Regions from separate parts of the Mus musculus genome. Here regions 2 and 3 are each linked to region 1. A link is a contact called in public HiCAR-type and HiChIP or PLAC-seq data. All regions are on one chromosome and are shown on one strand. Each heading gives the region's core, a stretch centred on a gene start, on an enhancer-like site or on the middle of the called end of the contact. The rest is flanking DNA. Distances are from core to core; before and after follow the strand shown. Region 1 has its middle 22 kb from the start of Gli2. Region 2 holds the start of Nifk (nucleolar protein interacting with the FHA domain of MKI67). Region 3 has its middle 9.7 kb from the start of Gm28867.

Region 1 (3,455 bases), core at 249-2,748:
ATTTTTCATACGTACAGAGATTAAGCAAACACAGTATCTTAATCAGGAAGATATCTTAAACTGTCTTTCCTCCAAGAAGCCCTCCTGGACAAGAACAAACCTTCTAGTGGCTTGACGGACACCCTCTACCAAAGATGCTGTCATCACATGGCTCCCTGACACACTCAACTGCATTTGAAGATCTCTTGATGTGTCTTTCTGTTGGCTTCCTGACTTCAAGACAGGAAACATGCCATAGTCCTCCCCCTCCTCCTCCCCTTTCTCCTCCTCTTTTCCCTTCTTTTTTCCTTTTCTTTTCTGACAGAGTCTCACATAGCACAGGCTATGTGACTTGCTATGTAGCCAAGGATGACCCTGAACTTCTGATCCTCGTGTCTCCACCTCCAGAACACGGAGATTACAGATCTGGACCACCAGGCTTAGTTTACGAATCTGGGTGTGCTGGGCCAGCATGCTACCACCTGAGCCACACCCTCAGCCCCACTTAGTTCTTTGTTTCGTTTTGGTCAGGTGATCTTCTCTACACATATTTTCTCTTGTTGCTTCTTAACCAGCTCCACTGCTGAAGTCATCTATGGTATCACGAAGGCGGCAGATGGCAGCCATCCACAATTGCAGCCCAAGGCTGGGCAGTACCCAGGATCTCCTTGATGTTCTAAAAAGTCCCGTGGCAGACAAAGTTTGGAGCTGTGACGAAAGGATGGGCCATCTAGAGACTGCCATATCCGAGGATCCATCCCATAATCAGCTTCCAAACGCTGACACCATTGCACACACTAGCAAGATTTTGCTGAAAGGACCCAGATATAGCTGTCTCTTGTGAGACTATGCCGCGGCCTAGCAAACACAGAAGTGGATGCTCACAGTCAGCTATTGGATGGATCACAGGGGCCCCAATGGAGGAGCTAGAGAAAGTAATCAAGGAGCTAAAGGGATCTACAACCCTATAGGTGGAACAACAATATGAACTAACCAGTACCCCGGAGCTCTTGTCTCTAGCTGCATATGCATCAAAAGATGGCCTAGTCGGCCATCACTGGGAAGAGAGGCCCATTGGACACGCAAACTTTATATGCCCCAGTACAGGGGAACGCCAGGGCCATAAAGTGGGAGTGGGTGGGTAGGGGAGTGGGGGGGAGGGTATGGGGGACTTTTGGGATAGCATTGGAAATGTAAATGAGGAAAATACCTAATAAAAATATTTTTTAAAAATGTCCTGTGGCTAAAGGACGGTGCAGCATCAGCTGGGCACTGTGGACAATCTCACCAAAAGTGCTATTTTCATTGTCTAATGGTTCTCTGCACCTTTCTTTCTGATGACCCGGGTAGAGGCAGACGATACTGCTCTGTCTGGGTCTGTCTGGGTCTGTCTGCTCTGGGTTGTCAATTACACATCATCAGACCTTTCCAGTCACTGGTTACCTTAGAGATGTTATCTCCCTCTCCCAGCTTAGGGTGATGACTCCCTCTCTTTACCCCTTCTCCACTAGGGGGCCCCATCTCTGCTTTCTCCTTCCCGGGTCAGCTGAAGTATTTGCCACTCCTTCCAGGAAGTCCCTGCCTCTAAAATGTCCTTCCCACCTTCCTTCTCAGAGAAGCCCCATGCCATTGAGCATACAGTTCCAAAACTTCCTTCTTCCTCAAAAGCTTTCCTTGGTGGCAATTCCACAGTAAGGCTATATACTTGCTGCTGCATCGCGTTTGACGAATCTGCTGGGGAGAGGTATTTAGGGTGTGTCTGTGTTTAGCCATACAGACACTTGCAAAGAACGTACTTTTCTGTGTAAATGAGGTCTCAGTCTGTAGCACAAGCTGGACTGGAACTCACTAACAACAACCTTCCTGCCTCAGCCTCCCGAGGGCTGGGGTTTCACAGCTACAGTACCATGGCTGCAAGACCATTCTTGGGTGCACAGATGTGGTAAGATAGTTCAGGACAGGACCTGAAGGTGGAGGCGTTGCTGGGTCGGATACCACAGGCAGGGGTTAATTTAGAAAAGCTGGCCCAGAACTGAGGGTGTGGCTCAGCTAGTGGGTCTCACCTAGCGAGCAGGAGGCCACAGACTAACTGACTGTGGCTGCGGTGCACTCCGGGAATCTTGGTATTTAGGAGGTGGAGTCAGGAGGATCGCAAGTTCAAGGTCAGACCTAGATCGAACTGAGGCCACCCTCTGCTACCTGAACAAGACAGAAAGGATGGAAAGAAGAGGAGGGGGAGGGGGAAAGGGGAGAGGAGGAGGAGGAGGAGGAGGGGGAGGAGGAGGAGGAGGAGGAGGAGGAGGAGGAGGAGGAGGAGGAGGAGGAGGAGGAGGAGACCTCAGGCAGAGAGCGCAATAAATAGGTTGGTGAGAGGGTGCTTCAAGTTAAAGCCAGAGTGAGGATGGAAAGTCGGTCCCCAGTGTCTTACAGCCAGCCCTGCCCCCTCCTTCCCTCTTCCTCTTGCTGGAACTCTTAGATCTTCCCAGATCCAGAAAGCCTTGTGGGGGGGGGCACACCCAAGATAGGGATTTGAGGGGAGGGGGACCCAAAGCCATTAGTGCTTAATTAAAAACCCTTTGTCTTGCTGACAGACCTGCAGGATTTCCTACCATGCAAACCTCAGATGTGCTCTGTCCTTTGGGGTGACACTGGTTGAGGCAGGTGCCCAGAGAATTCAAAAGATGGTAGGTGGGGGAGCTGAGGTCTCCGCATAACAAAACCTTGGCTTTTAAGGACCAACACTGGGGTATTTTCTAACCTCACTTATTCATTCCTTACTACAGCCCTTCCTACAGTGTTTTGTCTTGCTTAGTTTTTAAACTTAAAATTTGTAATATCTATCTATCTATCTATCTATCTATCTATCTATCTATCTATCTATCTACTTATTGTGTGGTTTGATGCATGCCATGACGCATGCGCAGAGGTCAAAAGACAACTTGTGGGATCTGGTTCTCTCCACCCCGTGAATTTCACAAATCAAACTCAGGTTGCCAGCCTTGGCAGCAAGCCCCTTCCCCTCTGACCCATCTTGCCCACCATCTTTGTTTTTAAGCTAGGATCACGTGTAGTTCAAGCAGGTATCAGACTCACTGTGTAGCAAGGGTGACCTTGAACTTATGATCCTCCTGGGTGCTTGAGTCACAGACAAGGGCATATCGGGGTCTGAACCTAAGACTTCCTTTATGCATTGTACCAACTGACCCACATCTCCAGCCCCTCAGGAATTCTTTTCCTTAAATGAATAACTGTGTGGGGGGGGGGGGGGGAGAGAAAGCCTCCTACCCATTGCCTCTTGAGAGTCACAGAGAAAGTGACCTTGCAGGCTGCAGAGCAGTACCCTGGAGGGCCAGACTGACTCACCTTCACACAATGCCAGGACGAAGGGAGGCCTTCTCTGAGGAGGTGACTCAGAAGCAGAGTTTTGAAGGATGAATAGGAGTTTGCCAGAGAACCAAATCAAATTGATTGATCTT
Region 2 (3,455 bases), core at 379-2,878, 750 kb before region 1:
CCATTGATTGCCTTCCTCCTTTTGTAGGGACAGGGAGGGTCTCATGTATCGCTGGCTGCCTAGATGTTGGTTTACTCAGAGTTGGAAGTAGAAGCCAGAGCTTCATAAAAGGCAGGTAAGCTCTGTGCTGAGCCTGCACCTCCAGCCCCTCTTCCAGTGTTCCTTATGTCATAACATTCCCCAAAGGGGCTTAAGGAAGCCCCATCTCCCCAGAAGTTGCTCTCTTAGATAAAGGGCTTCTTTTTTTATCCACTGAGTCTCAAAAATATTTTGCTTAAAATAATCTTCAGACCGGGTCAGTAAGGTGGCTCAACAAGTAAAGGCACTTGCCACTAAGCCTGAGTCCCCAAAACCCATACCGTGGAAGGAAAGAACTACAGCAAGTAGTCCTTTGACCTAGACACATGCGATGCAGCACAAGGGTGCACACACCCATACTCACTGACAGGCATACACTACACACAAAATCAATCAACCTGTCAATCAATTAATCTATAAGTAAATAAACAAATGGAGAAAAGACAACTGTTTCAACATAAGAAACTCTTACAAGCTTCTCCTTTTGTTTTCTCAAAATTCCTATTGTGTTACCTAAAGAAACTTACTAGGGAACTCAAGAGATGGCTCTGTGGTCAAGAGCTCACAGTCCTTAATTCCAGTTCCAGTGTTCTGATGCCCTCTTCTGGCCACTGCAGGCACTGCACATATAGGGTACATATACAGGCAAAACACTCATCGCATAAAAATAAAATAAATGGGGACTAGACAAATAGCTCACAGTTAAAAGTATTTTCTGCTCTTCCAGAGGACTTGAGTTCAGTTCCCAGTACATTGGACATCTCTCAACAGCCTGAACTCCAAGTTCAGGAGATCCGACACCATTATTCTCTATGGTCATCTGAATTCCTGAACACATACCCACTCACAGACACAGGTGTATAATATCAAAAATATAAATAGGTGTTGGATTATGCTGTGGAGACTTCCATGATGAGGACTGGTGGAATTTCAAGTCCTGAACTTGAGAGACCTCGGGGACTGGTGGAATTTTTTTCTTGTAGGGCAGGGTCTGGCCACTCTCCCACTTTTGGATGGTTAGAAAACCATTAGGGACGTTGGAAAACATGCGGGGGTGGGGGGACTGGGGAGGTTGGCCACTGGATCTCCTCAGGCAGGGGCCTGGCCACTTTCCTGCTTGAGCGTTTACAAAGTTTACAAAAGGAGCCCACAGAGGGGAAGGCTTTTCCTGTTGCACGTTGGCATGAACAGGCAACGGGCATGGCTAATGTTTGAGACTTTAAATTTGTTTTTGAGTCCATGGAGCCCAGGCTGTCTTCGAACTATGTTTATGAGAATGGCGCTGAACTCCTGATCCTCCTGCCTCTACCTCCCAAGTGTTGGGATTACAGATGGGGGCAGGGGGCGTGGCTCCAGTCACATTTTATGAGGCACTGGGTTTCAAACCTAGGACTGAGAACAAGCGCTTCACCAACGGAGCCTTAATCCGATTTTAAATGTTTTTAGTTTGTGGCCAGTAGGTGGCGCTCGAGCTGCCTCAATTCTAGACACCGGGGCCTGCTCTTTTGCTACACTTCCGCCTCTACTTCCGCTTCCGAGACGCGAAGGAAACGTCACTTCCGAAGGCTCCGCGTGGATTGACTTGTTCGGGTTCTCCAGCATGGCTGGGTTAGCAGGCCCCGCGAAGCCGAGTCTGGCATTGAACCCGCAGGAAGACTCGCAGTTTGAGAAGGCTCTGACGCAGATCCAAGGGCGCACGAAGAAGGTGAGCGGCGCGGGGCGGCCGGGCTGGCTCGGGAGCCAACCTCTCACGGGCTGGGAGACGATGGTTCCAATCAGGGGACCGAGGCAGGTCAGGAATCGGTGTGAGGTGAAGGAGGAGGGGTACCACGTGTGGGAGCATGGCACCCCCAGATCTCAGAATGTGTTAAAGCTGCCACGCTTCCGCTTTGACCTGCAAAATGAGGGTTCATGGTCTACCGCAGCATTCGGAAGGTGTGTTATGTCCCCTTAGTTTGTAGTGCTTAGAAGACGGAGTAGACGTCCCGAAGCCCACGTCCTGGGAGGATCGAGAGTCAGAATACAGCTCAGGGTCAGAATTCAGAATAGGGCTTCAACCTGTCAACCTGTCGAGTTCAGTTTGTATGCAATGTCCCTAACGGAAGTTTATAGTCCCTTTGGTTTGCACCATGGAGTGCATTGGAGAGAACGACAGCTTTTCTTTTTTTATTGTTGTTGTCCTGGGGGTCTTTTGGGAGGGTCGCTTTTGTTACAGTGTCAGTATAGGGTTTATTGTAGCCCAAGCTCACCTCACATTTGCTGTGCAGTCGAGGTCTTGAACCCCCTATATCCACTTCATGAATACACTATAGGTCACCCGGTACCCTACCTGACAGGAAACAAGTTCTTGTTCTCTGGGGTCATAGTATGGTGATAGAGAAGGAGAGTCTGCACCATGAAGGTTAACAACCGGAAACAGTTAAGATTCGGTGTAATAAACTGCCAACTGCATTCGGAGTTGAAGGTCTTGGTTTCACAGTGTTACTCTGAACATGACAGACTGTTACTTGCTTGTCCATTTAGCTCTTGAACACATGTTGTGCTGACTGTTTTGTAGGGACAGGTGGGTGTGGACATATGTGTGCCTTGGTGTGCATCATGGTGCGTGCGTGTGTGGGAGTCTGTCTCTTGCAGAGTCTGTGGCTCTGTGTGATTGAACTCAGGCCTCAGCCTTGCTCAGCAAGTGCTTAAGGGAAGAGAGATACCAAACACGGAGTTTTTCAGTTTCTGCCCTGATAGAGTTATGAGTTTGTTCCTGGACCAAGGGGAAAGAATGGTGTTGAAAATTTGTTGCAGGCCAGGCAAGGTGACTTTTACCTTCAATCCTAGTGTTGGAGAGGCAGAGGCAGGCAGATCTCCACCTAGCCTCTGAAAGGACTTTAGGAAGCTGGGTGGCGGGGACACACACCTTTAATCTTAGCACTCAGGAAGCAGGGGCAGGTGGATCTGTGTGAGTTTGAGCCTAGCCTGGTCTACAAAGCTAGCTCCAGGACAGCTGGGGCTACCCAAAGAAACTCTGTCTCAAAAAAAAGAAAAAGACATTAGAATTAATTTACTCTGAGGTTATGGAATGGTAACATACTTTCGTTGAAAAATAAAGACCTTTGCAGGGCATGGTGATATAGGACTTTAATCTTAGCATTCAGCAGTTAGAGGCCAGCCAGGTCTACGTAGTGAGTTTTGGGCCAGCCAAGGCTCCATAGTGAGATCCGGCTCAGAAAAATGTGTATACGCACAAACGTTTTGGTGTAGTATGAGTTTGTATTTTTAAAATGTTTATCTGTTTTAGCCTCAGCAAAAGAAGAAAGAAAAACTTAACCGTGGAGTAGTTTATCTGGGCCACCTACCTTCAACACTTTCTGAAAGCCACATCTATA
Region 3 (3,455 bases), core at 340-2,839, 710 kb before region 1:
CATCTCTCACAGGTTGTCCTCTGATCCCCACTTGCACATAAATACTCCTTAGTGTATGTCTCAAATATCACCTAAGATGCTGTGATGGCTATTCCTGGTTGTCAAGTTGACTACATCTGGAATGACTACAATCCAGAAAGGGAGGGCACACCTGTGATCCAGATCTTGAGGCTAGAAGACACAGGGTTTTGATTTGGATCTTGAGGAATAGTGGCCATGAAAAGGTTAGGTCCAGGCAAGGTAGTACATGGCTTTAATCCCAGGAGACAGAGGCAAGCAGATCTCTGACTTCAAGGCCAGCCTGGGACAGATTAAGTTCCAAGTCCAGGCATAGTAGTATGCATCTTTAATCTGGGCCATACCTTCTGCTGGAGCCCTACATAAGGATGATGAAAGAAGGAAGGTTCACTCTTCTTTGCCTGCTTGCACTTACTTGCCAGCACATCTGTTGGAACCTACCTCTTCAGGATTCTAGATTATACAGAATACCAGATGAAACACCTAGCCTCGTGGGACTGAGCAACTACTAGACTCTTGGACTTTCCATTCACAGCTACCCGTTATTGGGTTAGATAGATTGCAGACTGTAAGTCATTTCAATAAAGTGTTTAATATAGAGAGACATTCCATAAATTACGTTAATCTAGAGAACCCTGACTAATAGAGGTGCTTATGCTAAAAGTTCTCCAAAATTCAAATTTTATATTGAATATTTTCTTTTTTTAGGTTTTTAAATTATTTATTTATTTATTTATTGTATGAGTGCTCTGTCTGCATGTACAACTAGAGACCAGAAGAGGGCATGAGATCCCACCATGTGGTTGCTGGGAATTGAACTCAGGACCTCTGAAAGAGCAGGCAGTGCTCTTAACTGCTGAGTCATCTCTCCAGCCCACTATTGAATGAGAATATCTGACTCCTGTAATTTGAGAAGCATCAAACACAAATTTAAGGTAACTAATAAGGAAGCTGAATATGGTGGTCCCTGCCTGTGACTCCAGTACTTGGGATGACAAAGAAGGCAGGTCGCACAGGTTCTGAGTCTAGCTTGGGTTATACAGTGAGTTCTCTGAGATACTGTCTCAAAAATTAAACAACAAGAAGGGCTAGAGATGAACCTCAGTGCTCGCCTAGCATGCATGGAGTTCTGAGACCCATCCCTAACACTGTGAGAAAGTCCAGCTGCTGGGGTAGAGCTGGAATCCCAGCACTCAAGAGATAGAGGCAGGAGATCAAAAGCTCAACATCCTCCACTATATAGCAAGTTGAGGACAGCATGGGCTATGGACCCTGTCAGGGGCAGGAGGGAGGGAAGAGACAGACAGACAGACAGACAGACAGACGGAGAGAGACAGACAGACAGACAGAGACAGACAGACAGACAGACAGAGAGAGAGAGACATGGGAGTAGCTTTTGTTGTTTTATTATTTATTTACTTGAGAGTGTATCTCATATACCCCAGGCCTCCAGCTCACTAGCTAGCTGAGGCTGATCTTGACCTCCTGATTCTCCTGGGACTACCTCACTGTGCAGTGAACTGCAGGCGTAGGCTACAGCACTGACTTTAAGATGCATTCTTTCAGGAAATAATCCACATACAAAAGCCAACCCAAAACAACAACCACAAGCCTACACCCTCTGAGGTAATCATGACTAAACCTGACTTGCCCCTCCTCTTTTGCAAGCAGGCACCTCTGTGCTGCTTTCCCAGGACAGTCCCAACAGTGACAAATTGGGTGTCTTAAATCCACAGGCCCCTGTTCTCTCACAGTGCTAGATACAGGATGGAGATGAAGGTGTCACCAGGGCCCCACCCTCGCTGAAGATTTTAGGGCAAGAACTTCAGTGTTTCCTCCTGGCTTCTGTCAGCATAATGCCAGTCTGAGACTGGACTGCTGCATCATGTTGTCTGGGTCCAAATCAAACTATGTGAGTCATTGGATGACAGCATGCAGGAGTCCAGGATGACTTCAGTTCAACTGATACAAAGTCCCATTCCTAAATAAGGTCACATCCCCAGATCCTGGGCGTTAGGACTTTGATGTGTTTTTCTTGGGAACACAAATCTATCTGCCTGCCTCACTCAGTGCCAAACCATCTTTGTTTTGGGAACTTAATGATTTCTTTGTCTGGTGGGGGAAGGTTTGGGGAGGTGCTTCAGTGGGGGAAGGGCATGTGCTGTGCAAGCAGAAGGACCTAAGTTTGAATCCCCAGCACTCAAGTACCAGATGTGGCCATTCCAGCCTGTGACATCAGCATGGGGAGCAGGGGAGGTATATGGCTGGGGCTTGTTGGCCAGCTAGTATAGGCGGAAGAAAATGGAGCTCCATGTTTAGTGAGCAAGCCCTTTTCAAGAAATAAGTGGATTTAGGTGTGGTGGTACACACTGTTAATCTCTCCACTGGGGTGTTGGGATGGGGGCAAGGCAAGTGGATTTCTATAATTCAAGACAGGGGCTTGGTCTATGTAGAGAGCTCCAGGACAGCCACCAGGCTATGTAGTAAGACTGTCTCAAACCTCCTTGTGAAAAGAGAGAGAGAGAGAGAATATAAGTGGAAAATGATAGATGATACTTGATGTCCTATTCTTGCCTCCAAGTGTACACACACACACACACACACACACACTATAAAAAGTGTCCCCCCAGATAAAAACACAAGATACTTCCAGCACTTCAGAAATCTACATCATACCCCCTCCCAGTCATTACTGTAGTGTTTGAGAGTCCCCCACTGGCACCTTGACTTCTGTCATCAATTCTAATTCATGGGTTCCCATCTCCCAGCTACAGAAACTAGACAGAACTCACAGAGCAGCTACTAGCTGCTGTCCTCAAGACTGTGTGTGTCTTCTCACTGAGGAGATGCGGATCCAGATAGACATTGGAAGAAGAATGTGGGGCTCAGTCCAGGAGGCTTCAGGCCAACTTCTATGACTTCCCCTTGTCCTCACTCCAACTTTTCCAAGCGACAAAATATGATGCCATACACCAATACTTGCTAACTAGGACAACGTACCTGAACCTTATCCAGGACTTCTGTAGGCCTTGGCCATGCAGAAATTGTTGTTTTAAAAAACAAAAATCCCAGCTGTTTGATTTCACCAATGAAGACTCAGGAGCCAGAGGATGTGATGAAAGCCTGATACCTCAGAGGGGCAGAGAAAGCACCCAGCTGACCTTCCTACTCCACTGATGTCCCAGAAGGAAAAAGCTCTTTCTCCTCCACGTTGTCTTAATCACCATCTAACTCAATGTCCCTCCTTTCCATTTAGTTATGTTCACTCCCTGTCAGCTGGTCGCTTGCTCTGCCTTTTGACCTAGTTTGGCTTTATTTGGCTGTTAGGTTCAAAGTGAGTGTTAGAGCTGAGCCACACCACCAGCCAGTCCACAATCTTGAGGTTCACAATGTGGTCAAATATCCTACAATAAGACATGGCTGGGGCTGGAGAGATG

Evidence for each region. HiCAR-type assays count read pairs that join an accessible place to other places. HiChIP or PLAC-seq counts read pairs in DNA pulled down with a chosen protein or histone mark.
Region 2: an H3K27ac HiChIP or PLAC-seq map of embryonic stem cells shows a contact between it and region 1, with 4 times the contacts expected there. The contact joins the promoter of Nifk here to the enhancer-like site in region 1. A contact is called at or near these places in 5 of 39 promoter capture datasets (cranial neural crest, embryonic stem cells, frontonasal cranial neural crest and 2 more), 10 of 484 Hi-C or Micro-C datasets (the C2C12 cell line, the G1E-ER4 cell line, the HPC-7 cell line and 3 more) and 4 of 115 datasets of contacts at active chromatin or transcription factors (acute myeloid leukemia, embryonic forebrain, embryonic stem cells and 1 more).
Region 3: a contact with region 1 is called in a HiCAR-type map of embryonic stem cells, with 4 times the contacts expected there. The contact joins two enhancer-like sites. A contact is called at or near these places in 1 of 484 Hi-C or Micro-C datasets (neural progenitor cells) and 3 of 115 datasets of contacts at active chromatin or transcription factors (all in embryonic stem cells).

The regions. Positions count from the first base shown.
Region 1 is chr1:119,073,598-119,077,052 of GRCm38.p6, forward strand. No RefSeq gene overlaps it. Among named protein-coding and RNA genes, the nearest start is that of Gli2, 22 kb to the left of the region's middle. Within about 2 kb of position 1,499, at least 12 of the 459 cell types and tissues checked have an H3K27ac peak or open chromatin away from gene starts, as enhancers often do. A contact at or near this core is called in embryonic stem cells, where this site is marked.
Region 2 is chr1:118,320,215-118,323,669 of GRCm38.p6, forward strand. It overlaps Nifk (nucleolar protein interacting with the FHA domain of MKI67), which reads left to right and starts at 1,629. Exons shown (of 7, transcript NM_026472.4): 1 at 1,629-1,783; 2 at 3,368-3,455. The coding sequence starts at 1,679.
Region 3 is chr1:118,367,327-118,370,781 of GRCm38.p6, forward strand. No RefSeq gene overlaps it. Among named protein-coding and RNA genes, the nearest start is that of Gm28867, 9.7 kb to the left of the region's middle. Within about 2 kb of position 1,590, at least 79 of the 459 cell types and tissues checked have an H3K27ac peak or open chromatin away from gene starts, as enhancers often do. A contact at or near this core is called in embryonic stem cells, where this site is marked.